Regions from separate parts of the Mus musculus genome. Here all the other regions are linked to region 3. Evidence: chromatin contacts called from public HiCAR-type, Micro-C and promoter capture Hi-C data. All regions are on one chromosome and are shown on one strand. The core of a region is the stretch at or near the end of the contact, and the rest is flanking DNA. Distances in the headings are between cores, read along the strand shown.

Region 1 (3,901 bases), core at 1,152-3,651, 670 kb after region 3:
GGAGAAACAAAATAATCATGGGAGGCAGAGGGAGGGAGGGGCCTGGATGGCAGAGGGAAGGGGGGGTGTGGACCAGGTATTTGAAGAGACAGGAGAGCAGTCCAGAGGGCCAGGAGAATGAATAGTAATATGTAGCAGTTGGGGGTAGAGGGGAACCACTAGAAAGTCCCAGATGATAGGGATGGGAAAGGCTCCCAGGACCCAATGGGGATACCTTAGCTAAAATGCCCAACAGTGGGGAGATAGAACCTGAAGAGACCACCTCCAGTAGATAGACATGGCCCCTAGTTGCGGTCTGCCACCCACCCATCTCAAAAATTTTAACCCAGAATTGTTCCTGTCTAACAGAAACACAGACAAAAATGGAGCAGACTGAAGGAAAGGCCATCCAGAGACTGCCCCACCTTGGGATCCATCCCATCAGCAAACACCAAACCCTGACATTATTGCAGATGCCGAGATGTTCTTGCAGGCAGGAGCCTGGTATGGCTGTCGTTTGAGAGGCTCTGCCAGCACCTAAGACAGATGCAGATACTCAGACTTTCTGATCTTTAAAGAAAAACAAAAACTAGGTCTCCAGTCTCAATTGTCATCCTCAGTTCCTCAGAGAACTTACCACCACTTAGTATATTGTTGTTTATTGTCTATCTCATCTAACTAGGAAATACATAATCCAAGGACACTGGACATCTTATTTACCTCAGCAACTGTAAATTCCTAGTACAGGCATGCACATAGCACTGAGATACTCACTGAATGAATAAAAGTGCAAATTCCCAAAGATGGGGACACAGCACTGGGTGATTTAATAGACGACTGCATGTTCAGCAGCTGGGAAATACACTATAGTTGGGGTCTTGGGTGTTTTGTCAAGGCTCCTTTGGCACTGTTTAAAGGTGGTGGAACGTCTAGGCCAGTGGTTCTCAACCTTCCTAATGCCATGACCCATTAATACAGTTCTTCATGTTGTGGTGACCCCACAGCCACCACCATAGAATTATTTTGTTGCTACTTTCATAACTAAATTTGCTATTGCTATGAATAGTAATTTAAATATCTAATTTGTAACCCCCCTGGCGGGGTCACAGCTGTAGGAGATGGTGCCTAGCGTGAGTGTACTTTTTAAAAACTTGACATTTTGTCTGTGGCTTCTCCAGCTTCTTCCTTCCCAGTAACCATTAGGTGAGCGGCTTAGGGCCACTACGACATGATTTCCATCATGATGAAGCACCTCACTGAGGTTCCAAAGCAACAAAGCCAACCTACTGTGGCTGAAATCTATGAAATCATGACCCAAAAGAAACTCTTTTAAGTTCAGTCTGATGTATCATACTGACCACACATATGACAATCAGCTAGCGTTTCAGCACTTGACTCAGGCAAGAAACAGGAAGTAGATAGGTGGTTTAAAACCTAAGTAGCAACATTAAGAGAACATTAGGTTGAGTCTAGGGGAAGTGAAGGAAGGTTTGGTTCAGGTCTCCCAGGTAGTAAGCAAAGTAAATAAGGTCTCTGGTCTTAGGACTATAGGTCGTTCAAAGAGAGGGGACTTAAGGATCAATACTCAGGAATAGAGAGCCTTGTAGATGGTGTAATCTTGTAGAGGGTGTAGCTGAATGCTAAGACCACTTACATAGTATGCACGGGTCTTCTCCACAAGGAAGTCGAGCCTTGGAAGCAGAATGTGTACTGGCTAGGCTGCAAGAACAGGTTTCCTTAAAGTACATTAAGGAAGGCCTCCAGGACGTAGTTTATTGTATGACATCTACCTAAGTCAATATACTCACCTCAGAACCTGGTCCTTCTCATCTCCTCGGGCTTCCAGCCCACACTGCTCCTGAAACTAGATCTCAAAGGGAGGTTAAACAGTGCCGTTCACTGTATTTTTGTCAGTCCCAGACCTATCTTCACTTCTAGATTTAGTCCCAGGTTCTAATCACCGCTCGTGTCCTAAAATGGCAATCCCGAAGCACCCATGAGCAGCTGTGGCTCTACCTGCCGCCTTCAAGAGCCTCTCTACGGTTCCTTAAATTAGGTACCCCTCCTACCACCCGAAGAACCGGGAGTTTTCTCTCCCAAAGACTGTCGCCCGGCCACAGTCGGAGCACAGGGGTCTCCCCAGAATGCCGGCGGCTTGGGGCTAACAGTTTCGGCGAGCGCCTTCTGAATCTGACCCCTCCTACCTCCAGTCACCTTTGGATTAGGAGTAAGGGCGTCAGGCAAACAAATGTCTTGCCGCAAGACAGAAAAAATTAAAAACCGATTTCTGACGCTAGCTCTGGGACAGACCAGCTCGCGACTCCCGGCCGCCTAGCAACCATCAACTTCCTCCTTCGCCGAGCCAACTTCGAGATCCTCTTCCGGGGCAGAGGTCGCCCTGCTCCTCCCACCCCCCTCCCCCACCTCACCCCCACCTCCTCCAAGATGGCGAGCGGCGGCAGTGGTGGGGTGTCAGTCCCTGCGCTGTGGAGTGAGGTGAACCGTTATGGGCAGAACAGCGACTTCACGCGTGCCCTCAAGACTGTCAACAAGAGTAAGTGTCCCGGCGGCCCGGGTTGTCGGGAGGAGGACATCTCCTGGGTCGAGCGTGCGACCCCTCGGCACAGCGCGGAGGGGGATCGCTGCGTCCTCAGGCTCGGCCCCAAGCCCGGGGGCGGGTCGCTGTCCCACGGCCACCGGCGGCCCGAGCTCGGTCGCTTAAGGCCACGTGTACTTCCCTCTGTCCCCGCGAGACCGGGCGCGAGGGGGAGGGGGGACTTAAAGAGACCATGGCGTCCGGAACCGCTTCCCAAAATGTTTTTCGTGTCGTCTCCGCGGCGGGATTTTGCAAAGATGTCAGATTGACTTTTCTTCGTTCATCTTGAGTGAAGGGATCAGGACAGTGTCATGGAGGAAACTTGTTGACTGGGGCTGGGGCCGGGGAAGGAAACCTGTCTGGACACGTAGCATCCGCTCTGTTGCAGACAAGGTGGAAGCGTTGCAGATTGGAAAGGTGTGAATATCAAGTCGTTATTCATTTCCACGCACAAAGTCTTCCCCGTAGTGTTTAGCCAGAGAGTGAGTGAGTGAGCGTCCCAACATTTAAAATAACGTAAGGAAACTAACCTGCATTTTTAGCCCCCATAAGTTATAATTTCAAATTTTAGTTGCCTTCAGTATGAGATTCCATAAGTTGTTATTCATCACTATGTGCCTGTAATATGGCCGTGCTATATTTTGTACAGTAGATACACCTGTGTGTGTCAGGTTTGGTGATGTAACTATGAAACCCTTCAGCTGTACAAAGCCCCAGTTACATAAAGGCTATCACAGTAATATACACTTTAAACCTTCGGGTTCCTGAGTTCCTATAAAAGTAGTGACAGTGGCCACAGTGCATTAAGGAAGACAGCTACTAATTAGAATTGATGATTGCCAAACTTACTTGAATTCACTTTAGCCCTTCAGTGGGCCTACAACCAATATTTAGTATCGGTATAAAACTCTGTAGCACTTCTTTGATCAGCCAAGACTGTCCCTTCAGCCCTGTCTATTAATTTCTAGAAGTCCCTTCGACGACTCGTAAAGTGAGAATTGGATTCCTGTGGTTGACTAGGAGCGAGGGGAACCATGGTCCTAGTCATTTTGACACTTGACACGCTGTTGGCATAGAGCCGTGGCCGCCTGAGTTCTTTGTATTTCCCTTTGATCTCTTTATGGGAAAGGGAAATTTTGAATATTTCTTTAGAACACTCTAAAGATAAATCATGTCTACATTGTACTTTTTTTTTAACAAAAGATTTATTTATTATTATATCTAAGTACACTGTAGCTGACTTCAGATGCACCAGAAGAGGGCATCAGATCTCATTACGAGTGGTTGTGAGCCACCATGTGGTTGCTGGGATTTGAACTCAGGACC
Region 2 (3,501 bases), core at 3-2,502, 730 kb before region 3:
TTGGAGAGTTGGGTCAATTAGTTAAGAACAAGAAAGTTGGCGCATGACTTTAATCCCAGCACTTGGGAGGCAGAGGCAGGCGAATTTCTGAGTTCGAGGCAGCCTGGTCTACAAAGTGAGTTCCAGGACAGCCAGTAACCCTGTCTCGAAACAAACAAACAAACAAACAAAGAAACAAACAAAGAACAAGAGTAGTTGGGCTCCAGGCACCCACAAGATGATACACAAGCATCCGTAACTCTAGTTTCAGGAGATCTGACATCCTTCTGACCTCCCTGGGCACTAGTCACACACGTGGCACACACACATATTCATGTAAGTAAAACACTCATACACATTAAAAAAAAACTTTAAAAGGAAATTATTTTGCTTTTATCTTGCTCCTAAGGCAGACCACAGTCGGATCGAGTTGGGGAAAGGGGGACTCAGAGGGGATGGGGCGGGGGGGGGGTGTTGAGGGTGAGATTAAAAAAATAATTAACACAAGAGAAAAGGCACCCAAATGCAAATAGGTTTTAAAAACCGAGTTTCAAAGCTAACTCCTTCACAGGATGCCTCTGTAGTCCACTGGCCCAGTTTCCACAAGTCTCAGCAGGAGCTTGGCTGGGTGGAGGTCCACGCTGGCCAATAGAAATCAGCTGTATTCTTACAGGTTTCGCAGCAGGTGGAGAAACTGAGCATGAAAAATTACTTAAACGTGGGCTCGGTCTTTTACTGAGGTCAGGGGTGCCACGATCCGTCCTCCTCTACCAACAGGAACAGAAATAAATGTTGGGGACCCAGTTTCCTAATCCCTTCGCCCGGCAATCCCGACTAGTAACACCTCCACCATAAGCCGAATATATTCTCCCCGCTCCGGAGCTTGCTGGAGGGACCGGTGGTTGTCCTTTATTGTCTAGGGAGCACCTGCCAGGTGGCTGGCCCGTACCTAATGCGCTCGTGGCGCTGGGCTTCACAAAGCGCGGGCAGCACCTGCGTGGCCAGCCAGCCGCCTGGACTGAAGGACCACCGATGGAGGGAGAGTGCTAGGAGGAAGAGGATCCAGGGTGGAGGGCCTGTGGGGGCTCCTGGTCTTAGAGGGCACAGCGCCCCCGGGATCAGCTTATTGCAGCCCGAGAGCCCCGGGCACTAGGCAGCGGGAGGGAGTGCGACCCGGGCGGGAGAAGGGAGGGGCGTGGCCACGAGCTGGGAGGAGGGCTGGAGGAGGGGCTGTCGCGCGCCGCTAGTGGCTCTGGGGGCTCGGCTTTGCCGCGCTCGGTGCACTTGGGCGAGAGCTGTAGCAGAGAGAGGAGCTCAGAGTCTAGCGCAGCCACCGCGATGAGAGGCGCTCGCGGCGCCTGGGATCTGCTCTGCGTCCTGTTGGTCCTGCTCCGTGGCCAGACAGGTGGGAAAGAGCGGCAGACAAGAGGACTGCACCCTCTGTGGGCGCAGCCCGGGTCCGGGAGGGGTGCCACCTGGGTGCGTCCGGAGTGGTAGCTGTTGGCTTTTCCCATGCCTACCACCTCGAAGGTGGTAGGCGGCCGCGGGACTCTGGTGGCCCGCCTCGCTCACCTGAGCTGAGAGACCTCAGCCCGGGTGGTGGAGACCCGGGGCCGAGGGTCTTCTGGGAACCCAGGCAGCGAGCTGCAGGCTGCGGGCGAGTTTGGTGATGCTTTTGTGCCGACTGCGCGCGGGTGGCAGGGGCGGGCGGCCTCGGGCTTCGCACCGAGAGCGTCCTCTCTCCGAGCGAGGTGCGGCCACGGCTTCCTTTTTGTTAAAAGTTGCGCGTGGGTGACCGACGCCTGGGACAACCAGCCCACGGGTCCCGGACACACGCCGGGCAAAGTTGGAGAGCCTTTTCTTGCGGCCGCTGCTTCCCCACCTCGGGCGCTCTTTGTGCACAGTGCTGGGGACGCAACTGCAGCCGCTCTCATCGTGCGCGGCGCCACCCGAGGAGACGAATCTCGGGCTTGCTTGCCCCCACCCAACTCCGTTTTTTGCACGGGGAGCACGCGGCGTGAGGCTCTGGGGCGGGACCCCACGAGCCTGTAGGTGGCGGCTATGGGGACAACTTGAGCCGGGCGTGTGGCGAGCAGCCGCTAGGTTGCAGACTTTTTCCTTTTGTAAATCTCGTGCTAGGGGCTCGCCCCTCTCTGCAGCCGCACGGTGTTCGTTGCTGCCACGCGCCAGGGAGCTGCTGTAGCCTACGTTGGTCGCCAGCTTCTGGGAATCAGGGACTGCGTGCGGGGACGCAGCTGTTCTTGCCACCTCGTGCGCGCTGGACCAGGACCGAGTCAGTTCTCCCCAGCTTTGGAAACCTCTGGTTTCAGTGTATGCGACTTGTAATCGCAGGTGGCCGTTTTTTTTTTTTTTTTTTTTTTTTGGAGGGGAATCCCGAGATCCAGAAACCCTCTCCCACGTGATAGCCATACTCAGGGCTGCCTGGGGAGGCTAGGGGGTGGGGGAGAAGGGGTAAGCTTTCTGCAAATAGCATTTGTTTCTTCAAGCTGTTGGGAAAATCTTGTTACCTTTTGCAGGGTAACTTGGGTCTCAAGATCTTAAGGTTCCGGAGCTCCTCAGCCCTGCCCCTTTTTTTGCCAGGTGTCGCTGGTGCACTGCCCGTGCAGGTTGCCTGCTTAGTCCTGAAGCCCTGCTCCCTCCTAGGTCATTTTCAAAACAAAAACCAGAAACCCTTTTAGGTTACCTTGATGCTATAGGCTAGAGACAATCTGCACGCTGCAATAAGGCGTCAGATGGCCAGCATCTCTGTGACCTGTTTTGAGCCCACCGCTGACTGCGTTTTCCAGATCTCACTCCCTAGATGCTTTTGAAAGGCTGGGAGAGGGCTTTTTTTTTGTGGGGGAAGTCTTGCATCTGGACCTCTGCGCGCACAGAAGAGGGGTCACCAAGGGTCACAAATGAGTGTTCAGATTCCTAGGCATATTTGACCACTTAGCTGAAAATGACCCCAGTGATCTTTTACGTTTTCCACCTTGTTCTGCTTTAGAGCAAGGTGGAACGCCACAAAGATCACAGTTCCCTTTTGAAAACAGAAACGAGTCAATGGTTTGCATTTTCCCCCTGATTAGTCTGCTCTGGCCAATAACTTTTTGGCAGAGGGAATTTGAAGGTCTGATTCCTGGCACAGGGTGTGTTGTAATTCCTTTCTCTGTCTCTCCCGTTTCAGGCCTCCTTTTCAGCCATTCTGCCTCCTTGGTTTTGTGCCCTTGGGCGGTCATTTAAATTGGGAGTGGGTGTGTGTTGGGGGGGACTTTGGTTTCCACGGAAGGTACTTGAAGACATTTGCATCACGAAGGATCTGAGGAGTTCACAATTTCAGAAAGCAGCTTTCTTGTCTAAGGGCCTTTTGGGGTGTGTGTGTGTGTGTGTGTGTGTGTGTGTGTGTGTTACGGTTTTGCTCCAGGCTTTGCAGGAAGCAGTTTTGTGTTTTTGTTTATGCTGTAACCTTTGGAGGGCTAACCAGTGCCTGCTCTGCAGTAACCCCTCCTTCCGGGGCATTCA
Region 3 (3,540 bases), core at 629-3,128:
TTAAAAGAATAAGACTATAAGCACATAAAGCATTTCATTTTCCACCCTTTCCCATAACTATTGGTTTTCTAGTATTTATTCTAGGACTTCCTCATATTGACGAGCAACACAGGCTATATGTAGTCTATATGTGTACACACACACACACACACACACACATATATATATATACACACACACACACACACACACGCACAAATATGGACATATAGATTATATATAGTTACACATACAACAGGACACAATTCAGCTTTCTTTCACTATATGACAATTTTTTGTGTCCTTTTTTTCACAGGTGATCCTGCCAGTTCTTCAAGCTAACCTAGGCACATGTTTCTTTCTCCTAAGATTTTAAAACAAACCAGATTTCAAGTGTTCTGTGGGACTCAGAGACAGTCACGAATTAAGTTACAGCCTATTCATTTTTTTTCAATCAGATATGAATGGGGATGGTCTGTAATTTTCTCTAGTCGCTTTTAAAACTACAACAATGCAATCAAGGGAAATTACCTTGCTGGTGATTTTGGGAATCGTTGCCCTAGTCCAATCAACAACGCCTGTAAAAGTTTCTTCTTGTGCTTTTCTTTCACTGCAATAGAAAACACCAGAGTCTGTTGTTTTTAAAGCATCTAGAAAGGCTTCATGCAGTGTGTGGTTCGGCATTGCAATATCAAAACACCACGGCCTGATCTGTCATCTGTCAGGTCAGAGGCCAAAGCTCTTCCTTCATCTTTCAGGATTCTGCTGACTACCTCGGACTTCCACAGCGGCAGAAAACACCCCACAAAGATACAAACTTCGTGGCGCTACTCCCGGTACCGGGACAGCCAGGACCACATCCAGGACGGCCAGCCCCACAGGCAGAGCGCGGCCCGGCGCGGCGCACGCGACTCGAGTCGGACACCCGGGGCCCAGAGCAGCCCGCGGCCCGAGCCCCGGAACCAGGACCATTAACGGAACCAGCCCTGGGCGGCGGCGGCCGCCGCTCGGACTGCGGATCCCGGCGCGCGCCGGCCGCCGCGAGGGCGGGGGCTCCGCGGAGGAGCTGGCCGCCCCAGCGCCCCATTGGGCGCCGCTCCAAACGTGCCCGAGTGGTGACAGGAATAAAGTGGGTCACAAGGCCTAGCGGGTCCCGGGCGCGAGCGCTCTCGGCGGCCGACTCGGCCTGCCCCGCGCTAACCCCGCGCCCAGTCTCAAGCGCGACGCGGCCCCGGAACCCCCGGGGCCCGCGGGACCCACCGCGCCCCCCTGCCCTGCAGGTAACCCCCAGCGGCCCCGGGACACTTGGCGCAGGCCCGGCTGAGCGCGACTCTCCAGAGCTCCGCGCTCTCCGCGTCCCCGGACCCCGGCCGCAGCTCCTGCCTCCCGGCCTGGCCCGCACCCCCTTGGCGCCCCGCGCCCTGTTCCCTGCCCCGGTCCCACACACTGCCCCCCGCGCCCTCCCGCGTCCTCACCGTGCCTGAGGCTCCGGCTTCCTCCCTCCCCCGCCCGGGACTCTGCCCGCGGCGGCTCGCGACAGCCGAGCGGCGACAGCCGGGACACGCCACGGCTCCGGGAGCCGGCAGCACCAGGGGCGGCGAGTGCGCGCCCCCGACCCACCCCTCAAAATTCACCGCTACCGCCGCGCTCCTCCCCCTCCCGGCCTTCCCCTCCTCCACGGAACCCGGGAGCACGCATGCGCCACCCAGGCCAGCCGCCCGCCGCGCGCCGGGCCGAGGCCCACCCGGTGGGGCGCACTCACCGGGAGCGCGTGCGCGGCGGCGGCCAGATTTCCTTCGCGCTCTCGCCGTCCGGGGTTTCCTCTCTCCAGCCGGTAGCCGCCAGCCGAGTCCGTGATTGCGCTGCCTCCCGGCGCATGCGTCGTGGGCGCGGGGCTCCGCGGCCGGCCAGGCTCTGCACTCGCCCCTCCCCTCGCGGCCGCCTTCCCTCAGCGCGCCGGGCGCGCATGCGACTTTCCCCGTTAGGCAGCCCCGAAGCCGCGCCTGGGGATCCCGGGCACCCGAGGAAATCCCACTCTTGCAGGCCGGCGTGAGCTCGTTCCACGGCCGCCGAGGGAAGCCGGGATGCCCCGAGGCCCCCTTCCCTTCGCAGGCCGGGAGGCGGGGCCTAGCGGAGGGTGCGGCCGCCCGCAGCGCCCTGGGCGGCTCGCGGTTCCCCGGGATGCGGCGCTCCCAACCAGTGGGAGCCGCCGCCTGGAATGGTGCCTCTGTCCCCGGGAAAGCAGAGAGCTTGGCCTACGCCAAGTTAGACTTCTCCAGCCCAGTGCTCGGTTTCCTCTCCTGGAGGTTCGTGGGATGCCTGGGACTCGGTTTCCCGGCTCCTAGAGACACGCTAGGCTGGCTGCTCCCCGAGATGGACCTGGACGACCCAAGTGACCTCGGCTGTAGCCAGGGAAGCAAAAGGTCGGGATGTGTTTGCTCCTTTTATGAAAAGGCAGGAGGCACTGCAAAAGATGAGCATGGCGCTACGGATGAACCAGGACCCTAGTTTACACTGGTTTCTTAGCTACTGCACCCGAATTACTGGGAAAGAAGCTAATTCATAGCAATTTCTTTTAAAAATCAACTCGTACAGCAAACAGAAGGCAATAAATAAACCTATACTCTTTAGCTCCAAAAATCCTGTCTACAAGGTAATGTTTGTCTCAATAAGAATTAAGTTCTTGGTGTATATTCAGGAAAGAAAAAAAAAAAAAACCAACTTCAAAACTAGGAATTAGCTGCGATCCCCCCCCCCCCCCCCCAGCAATGTGAACTAGGAGGAGAATCCTCAAATTCCTGGCTACGTAGCCAGAACCCTGCCAGGAGAATCTTTCCTTGGCAGTCTTTGTACCGTTTCGCCATCGAAAGGCACAGTTTCTGCTGTCCTAATCCATCTGCTGCTCGCTTAGGTTCACGTCCTTTGAACCCACCCATTCTCCACTCTGTCCTTGTGGTCCAGGCAGGACACTGTGGAGGAGGAAACCTTGGGTTCTCTGTCTCAGGCTGGCAATTACTGCCAAGAAGATTGTTTCCCAGTGAACCTGATACTGAAAGAAAATAATCTTTTCTTGTGTGACTAATGAAAGAGCAGGCACCACGAAGGGAAAAACCAGAAAACAGATTAAAACATGGTGATATAGCCTAGATGCATGAGCGCTGAAATCGATGTGGGCTAGATTCCTTTGGAAAGTTCAGTTAAAGTAATCAATAAACTCGTGAATGTGTTTGTTTTATTGCTTAAAACCAATAAGAGCTTTTCTGCCATCTACAAGTTAGTGTCTTGATCACTGGTAGTAAAAAAGGGGCAGGAGGTAAGGGTACTGAGGCTGGTAAATAGGTTGCAGCCAAATGAATTTGAATGCTTTCCCTGGGTCAAATGTTTTGGCTTTATTCATTCTCTTTTTCTATTATAGTTCCTCTAGTGTGTGTATACACACTATATACATATATAATATATATACATATATATATATATATATATATCAAAATGACCTTTGCCCCCTTTAATGGTTTCATTGTCCTCTTAGTCACCTGTGACTCCTCCCTCGCTCACATTCTC
Region 4 (3,403 bases), core at 178-2,677, 960 kb after region 3:
TATGTAGGGAGACTGTCCCAGAAAAAACAGCCATTGAAATCTTTGGTGGTCAAGTACCTTAGGGCCTTCATTCCGCCTTGCCTTCAATTTTGTACCAACTAGTAATATATTGTAGGGTTTTGTTTTGTTTTGTTTTTTTTTTTTGAAAGATGGGTTCTACAGCGTGCCAGAAAAGAGGTAAAGGAAAATGTCAGAGAAACCTGAAGCTCTGCTTCCAGCCTCTTAGCACCCACCTGCTGCTACCTCTGTAGTAATGCCAACGAGAGGTTCACACATTTAGATCCGGAAATGCCGGGCCCTGAAGGCGGCCGAGAGCTTTAAACTCTAGCTGGTAGTTCACTAACTACAAATTAAAGGCTACAAGGCCCACTTCCAGGAAGACATTAAAAGCAGGCTAAAAAAGCATTTCAGGTGAGAAGGGACAGGACCTGAGACTCCCTGTCCCCATTATAAGACGTCAGGTACTGAACTGGACTTGGCTTTGTCTCAACCCCCACAAGGACTGATTTTCTCCTGGTTAAGAGTTTGCAATGTGAAAGCATTTTGACCTCATGAAGCTTAAAATTACAGTTAAGCATAAAGATCTGTGTAGGCAGGCACTTAGATTTTGTTTCTTTGATTGAGAAAGGTCTCACTTTGTAGCTATGGCTGGCCTGAAAATTCTTACATAGCACACTAAAGCTTTAAGCTCTCAGCAATCCTCCTGCCTCTGTCTACTGAATTCTGAGTCTGATTGCAGACAAGAGCAATCCCCCACCCCCGGGCCCCCCAATTTGTCAAGTCAATGACCTGGATCTCCTGGTGCTCACGCCTTTCAAGTAGGATTACAGACTTGTGCAGCCAGGGCCGATTTTCGGGTTTTGTATTGTTTTTTAATTTCTTGCACTAGTGTCCCTAAGTAGCCCAGGTTGATCTTGAACTCCGGCCTTTAACTCTTGATCCTCCAGTCTCAACAGCATTCTGAGTGTTGGGATTAACGGCGAGAGCCCACACGCCAGGCCTGAACAGTATTTTTCGAGGCTTCAGCCTTACTTAAGAGGCCAGTGACAATACTTCTCAAGAGGGCGGTCAATGCCTGCACGTTTTTTCCTCCAACAACCCCAATTCTCGTGCACGCCCGGGTAAGGCTGGGGCTAACTTCTGCTATTTGTTTATAAAAGAAAGAAGCTCAGGGAGTAGGTTCCGCCCCTTTAATGAGCCTAAGGCGGGAGTCGGGGGCCGGGCGGATTAGGTAAGTTTCCCCCGAGGCGCGCCCCCAGGCAGGCCAGGAGTCCACTTCGAGCCTCGGGACCGAGGGGCGGGGCGCGCTCGGCGGCCACGCGCGCGGGCGGGGAAGGGGGCGTGTCGGCGGGCGCGCGCGGACGGCGAGGGGGCGTGTCCGGCGGGCGGGCGGGCGGCGACGGCGCGGGCCGGGTGCGCGGCGCAGCGTCCTGTGCTGGAATGTGCGGCTCCCGCGAGCTCGCGGCGCAGCAGCAGAAGACCGAGGAGCGCCGCCGAGGCCGCGGGCCCCAGACCCGGGCGGCCGGGACCGCAGCGACGGCAGAACCAGGGCCGGCGGTCTGATCCCGCTCCGCGATCGCACCCCGGGATCTCGAGGGCCTCGACGCCCAACTTTTCCCCGCTCTCCCTCCCCTCCCCTCCCCCGAAAGTCCAGCAACAAAGAAAAGGAGTTGGAGCGGCGGCGACGCGGGGGTGGCGGACCGTGGGCGCACAGTTCAGAGGGTAGGACGCGGCGGAGCGAGGAGAGCGACGGGGGAGGGCGGCGGGCAGGCGCGGAGCGGCGCGAGGCGCTGTCCAGGGCTGATTTGCAGATACTGTGGCTCGGGCGGCGCGGCGGCCGGGCGGGGGCGGGATCGAGTTACGGAGCGAGTCACGGGCTGGGCCGGGGGCTGGTGCGGAGCGGCGTGGGCATCGGCCCCCAGCGGAGCACGGGGAGGCCCTTCCGCACGGCGCTGAGATCCGGGGCCACGGAGGCCGGAGCGCCGCTGCTGGTGACCGCGGTCCTGAAACTTCCCCCCTCCGCCCTCCCTCCGCCTCGGGCCCAACGCCCCCGGCCCCGCCGGCGTCCCAGGCTCGCCGCCCCCTCCCCCCCAGTCGTAGCAGGGCCGGAAGGCGGCCGCCCCGCTTGACTCAGCCCGGGGCACGGGCGGCGCCGGCGGCAGGCTGGACAGCGATTTCTGCGGCCCGCGCTGGCTCTGCGCAGCGGGGGAGCGAAGTTCGCAAACTTCCGGGCCACGGGGGCGGCGGTGGCGGCCCGCGTGGGGCCCCTCGCAGCGACCGGGGGCCGACAGCCTCGGGAGGGCGCCGCGGAGCCCCGGTACAGGCCCGATCGGACGCGGGTAGCGAGGTAACTTTTCCGCCCAGTCCCGGCCGGGCTAGTGGCGGGCGGCGGGGGAGGGGGCTGCGGGGCCGCGGCCGGCCGGGGAGGCGCCTCTAGGGTGGTGGGCAGCGCGTGAGGTCCGAGCCCAGGCACCGCCCGCGGGTTGGTGGCGGAGAGGAAGCAAGAGGGCCCAAGTTTGCAAAGAGCTGCTTTGTGTTTGGTATTTTGAGAAAATGGCCGAATGCCTATTTCAGTTAGGAATGCCGCCGCCGAGGCCGGCGCTGGTGGCAGCGGCACATAGGAATTCGGTGCAACACGTTGCTCTCGGGCTGTGCTTAGCACAGTCTGCCCGAGAGACGTGGAGATTTCCTTGGGAGTGTGGCTGCCGAGGTGCGTGGGGGAAGCTTTAGAGTGGATGTTGAGGTCCGTTGTGGAATCCGTGGGGCTGTTGAACTAGGGGAGAGCCGTTTCCTGTGATGGCATTCGGGCTCAACTTTTTGTTGGGGCATGTAACTGAGCGAGCGAGTGAGCGGGCGAGCTTGTGTTTTAGACTCTAGGTGAAGCGGCCCGCTTTTAGTATTTTCGGTTTTTAGTTTGTCTTTTAGTACTTTTTTTATTCTTTGCATATCTTGCCTTTAATAATTTGCAAGAGGCACACTGAGTTCTGAGACTGGTACCTTTGAGGCTGGAGGTTGAGACCATTTAGAAACTCAACTTGTTTTCAAGAAGGTGATCTGTAATGGCTTCCCCTAGGCAAGTAGGCCAAGTCAAGCACAATGCGGCTAAGTTGGTTGACGTGTTGAGTTGCACGACTCTTGAGGGAGTTTTCTAACAACAACAAAAAAGCACTTTAAAACTTCCCCTTTTGTGGGAAGAAGGGATCCGTAGCCACCCCTTTAAGAGTCATCAAAAAGTTTTTTAAAATTTGTTACTTTTTTCAGTTTATTCTTTTAGAGTTAGTTGAATTCTCATGAAGAAGTTGAAGTCTTGTAGATTTCTTGATGTGCTCATTAGAGGCCCCAGAATCGCCTGTGGTTTTTCTTTCTCTCTCTCTCTCTCTCTCTCTCTCTCTCTCTCTTTTCC
Region 5 (3,338 bases), core at 777-3,276, 790 kb after region 3:
CTAGCCTGGATCTCCAACACCATGCAACAGAGGCAACATGACCATTCTGCTCTACAGACAGAAGAGTCTTGGAGACCAAGTCAGGGTTAGATTCCCTAGATGGTACTGCATCCATAATATCCAACAGCCTAGTTCTTAAAACATGAGACATCTCTATCTACATCATTAAATATAGCACGGTCTTTTAATGCTAAGACTAGAACAGCTTGCCTTTTGATGAGTTGCAAGAAACACGAGCTTTTAGACTTGGGTTACAATAAATCATCTTCTATTGGGTTCTGATTCTGGTTAAATAGCCTTTCTATTTGATCCGGGACCGGGAGGATTACCCATGGATAAATTCTCCAAGTTGTCTCGGCTTAGCAAGGATCATCTAGGACTTAGGGCTCAGGATTCTGGTTTTTTTTTTTTTTTTTTTTTTTTTTTATTTATTTATTATATGTAAGTACACTGTAGCTGTCTTCAGACACACCAGAAGAGGGCGTCAGATCTTGTTACAGATGGTTGTAAGCCACCATGTGGTTGCTGGGACTTGAACACTGGACCTTTGGAAGAGCAGTCAGGTGCTCTTACCCACTGAGCCATCTCACCAGCCCCCCAGGATTCTGGTTTTAATAGCCCAGGGAGCACTATTACAGGGTTTTAAGCTTTAACTGAGCAGGGTGAAGAGAGGACAAAGCCCCTCCTTCTCCAGTCTATTAACTGAAGGGATAAGAATATCCCAGCTCAGAGGAAAATTGAAAGGCGTGAAATGCTTTGAGAGAAACAGGACCAACTCCCAAATGGTTTATCATACGTGGCAAATCATCTTTCCACGACCAAAGGGAATAAGAAAGAAGTTAGAGGGTAGATTGGACTGGAGAGAGAGTTGCCTAAAGGCTCCAACACTGTGCCAGGTGGTACTGCGATCTCTACCCTAAGCAAATTTTGGGGATAATGGGATAGCGAGGAAGCCTTTTATGAACAGACAAATTATCATCATGCAAGGGGGTCGTGTGCTGCGGCCATAGCAACAGAGGGCTACTTCTTGGTAAATTCCAGAGAAAGACTCTAAAGCTGAACCTGAAGCTCAGAGTCAGGGGATTAATAAAAACAGCAACAAAACCTGAACCGAAGTATGGCAGTGTGCCTGTTAGGTGCAGCACAGAGATGTGGTGATGTGGCGGGAAGAGCAACCTGGCAGGTCAGGTCCTCCATCCCTATCCCCACGACAGTACCCTTCCCTCCCGCCCGCCCCCACCCCCCTCCCCCGCCTTAGTTTTGTCTTCTGACAAACCGGAAGACCAACCTTATAGCTGATCGCTAACGTCCCTTTAAACCATGACAACCCTGATGAGAATAAACCTTCCCGAAGCTTTCCAGCACAGCGGGAAGAGTTACTGAGCTTGGAAACCGAAAGGAAAGCAGGCGAGATGCTCCCACTACAGGAGGAGAAAGCAAGGGGCCGGATCTGGAAGGCAGTGGAAACCCAAAAAGAGGATGGTGTTGAGACAGGGTAGGGTGGATAGGGGCTGGGCGCCCGGGGAACTGCGGAATGATTTGGGGACTGAGATACATATGATGGAGGCCCGCGGCAGCCGCGGGAACCCGCCAGTCCCGGAGGATACATAGGCTTGGGGACTCACCTGCGTCTGCTCCTCCGTGAGACCCGCCTCGGCTGCGATGAGGCACAGCGTGGTGGGGTCCGGGTGCTTGTTGACCTTGTTGAAGTTGTACTCCAGGATCTCCACCTGGTCCTCCGTGGGGCCGCTCGCGGTCTGCGCCGACATGGTCCGTGCGCGTCTGCAGGGGAACCAGATGGCCCGGGTGAGCGAGGTCCGCCTGCCCCCTCCCGCCGTTCCACCGAGGCGCCCCGCGCCGCTGGCTGCGGAGTTTGGGGGGAACCCTCCTTCCCCGGGACCGTCCCCAACCTGACTAAGGATGGAGAGGAGGAAGAAGACGCCTCCCGCCTGACACTCCGAGGGGACAGTATACTGAGGAAGCGCCTCAAGTGCTGCCTCCGGAGATCCGGAGCTGCCCTAGGGACTGAGGACACTCGCGGGGCTGGGCTCCCGTCGCCGTGGGCACGCCTCCCGGGCCGCCACACTCCGCCTCCGCCGCGGGCTAGCACGTGGGGGCCTTGCCAGGGAGCGCAGGGCAACGCACACTTTGGGGAAAGACGCTCACTGCACAAGTTGGGGAAAAAGAGACCGCACTTACAAACAATACTACCAATGGATATTTACTCTTTTTTTTCCCCCTGATTAAAAAATAGCACGTACTGCAGAAAATGTGAAGGACATTAAAATCACAGAGGGAAAATTAAATTGCCAGCTTAGTCGCAAATAACGGCTATAAAATTTTTGGATGATACTTTAAAGATCTTTCCAATGTACTTGTACTGAGACGGAAATGGAAACACAGCGATAATGATTTATGATTTACGGCTGGGTGGTAGCGTGGAGAAGGCTGAGCCATGAGCATGCGGAAGGCAGCTGAACCCCAAATGCCAAGCCTCCATCCCAAGAGCCTACCTACCTCACTGCGGTCTCCTGTATGTGTGTGAGATACCTTTCAAAACCTACCCAATTAATCAGGATCAAAATCAACTATCATTTAGAACCTCAGACTTCAGCCCAGAAAAATAGGTCCACCTCCAGCTTCCAGTTCTCCAGCAACAAATGTTGTCAGCATATCGCAGCAACAACCTTCCTGCTGCGCCACACCAATATAGCTTCAGACTTGGGGCTAAGAAAACTACCAGGTGTGTTCCCTCCTCCTATGCTTCCTGTTGAAAACTAGGAGGTAAAGACGGTTGGTCTTCAAGATATTCTTGGCTGTAGATTCTGTCCAGGCTTAGCCAAGCAGTAGTGTGGGAATCACCCTGGCTTGTTGCATTAACAATCGCAGAGTCCCGAGCGGGTTTTGATGTGGTTTGTGCCTGGGGGTGAACTATCTGGATAGTGTGCTCAGAGCTAACCACCTTCTCATCTGTGGCTTATACCTCCTACTTCCTAAGTCAATGCTTCTTACCTCTCCTCTAGTTCCCTTGAAGAGGTTTCAGACAGGAGGAACTTTTCAACTACGTGGGACTGGGCCTCAAAGCATTTGCCAAGTCACCAGCAAATCATTTTCAGGGAACTAGATGTCCCTCTACTTAAAATTTGTACCAAGGATCCCCGACTCTGCACCAAGGCTGTGGCCCATCTGGTTAGAAATACCTTTCCTGGGCTGGAGAGATGGCTCAGCGGGTAAGAGCATTGACTGCTCTTCCAGAGGTCCTGAGTTCAATTCCCAGCAACCACACATGGTGGCTCACAACCATCTGTAATGAGATCTGATACCCTATTCTGATGTGT

The links. A called contact is a pair of places that touch in the nucleus more often than the background predicts. HiCAR-type assays count read pairs that join an accessible place to other places. Capture Hi-C pulls out chosen DNA fragments and counts their contacts.
Region 1: a contact with region 3 is called in a HiCAR-type map of astrocytes, with 2.7 times the contacts expected there. The contact joins the promoter of Srp72 here to the promoter of Clock in region 3. A contact is called at or near these places in 1 of 39 promoter capture datasets (liver), 1 of 484 Hi-C or Micro-C datasets (embryonic stem cells) and 1 of 115 datasets of contacts at active chromatin or transcription factors (astrocytes).
Region 2: a contact with region 3 is called in a Micro-C map of embryonic stem cells, with 2.5 times the contacts expected there. The contact joins the promoter of Kit here to the promoter of Clock in region 3. A contact is called at or near these places in 2 of 484 Hi-C or Micro-C datasets (both in embryonic stem cells) and 2 of 115 datasets of contacts at active chromatin or transcription factors (large pre-B cells and stem cell-derived neural progenitor cells).
Region 4: a contact with region 3 is called in a Micro-C map of embryonic stem cells, with 4 times the contacts expected there. The contact joins the promoter of Rest here to the promoter of Clock in region 3. A contact is called at or near these places in 2 of 39 promoter capture datasets (liver and pre-B cells), 1 of 484 Hi-C or Micro-C datasets (embryonic stem cells) and 2 of 115 datasets of contacts at active chromatin or transcription factors (both in embryonic stem cells).
Region 5: a promoter capture Hi-C map of liver shows a contact between it and region 3. The contact joins the promoter of Hopx here to the promoter of Clock in region 3. A contact is called at or near these places in 1 of 39 promoter capture datasets (cranial neural crest) and 1 of 9 other capture datasets (liver).

What each region holds. Positions count from the first base shown.
Region 1 is chr5:76,972,300-76,976,200 of GRCm38.p6, forward strand. It overlaps Srp72 (signal recognition particle 72), which reads left to right and starts at 2,402. Exons shown (of 19, transcript NM_025691.1): 1 at 2,402-2,533. The coding sequence starts at 2,425.
Region 2 is chr5:75,573,735-75,577,235 of GRCm38.p6, forward strand. It overlaps Kit (KIT proto-oncogene receptor tyrosine kinase), which reads left to right and starts at 1,253. Exons shown (of 21, transcript NM_001122733.1): 1 at 1,253-1,384. The coding sequence starts at 1,318.
Region 3 is chr5:76,302,914-76,306,453 of GRCm38.p6, forward strand. It overlaps Clock (circadian locomotor output cycles kaput), which reads right to left and starts at 1,879. Exons shown (of 23, transcript NM_001289826.1): 1 at 1,742-1,879; 2 at 511-589. It overlaps Gm7467 (predicted gene 7467), which reads left to right and starts at 1,963. Exons shown (of 1, transcript NR_152171.1): 1 at 1,963-2,614.
Region 4 is chr5:77,264,067-77,267,469 of GRCm38.p6, forward strand. It overlaps Rest (RE1-silencing transcription factor), which reads left to right and starts at 1,428. Exons shown (of 4, transcript NM_011263.2): 1 at 1,428-1,722.
Region 5 is chr5:77,093,241-77,096,578 of GRCm38.p6, forward strand. It overlaps Hopx (HOP homeobox), which reads right to left and starts at 2,027. Exons shown (of 3, transcript NM_001159900.1): 1 at 1,911-2,027; 2 at 1,626-1,782. The coding sequence starts at 1,769.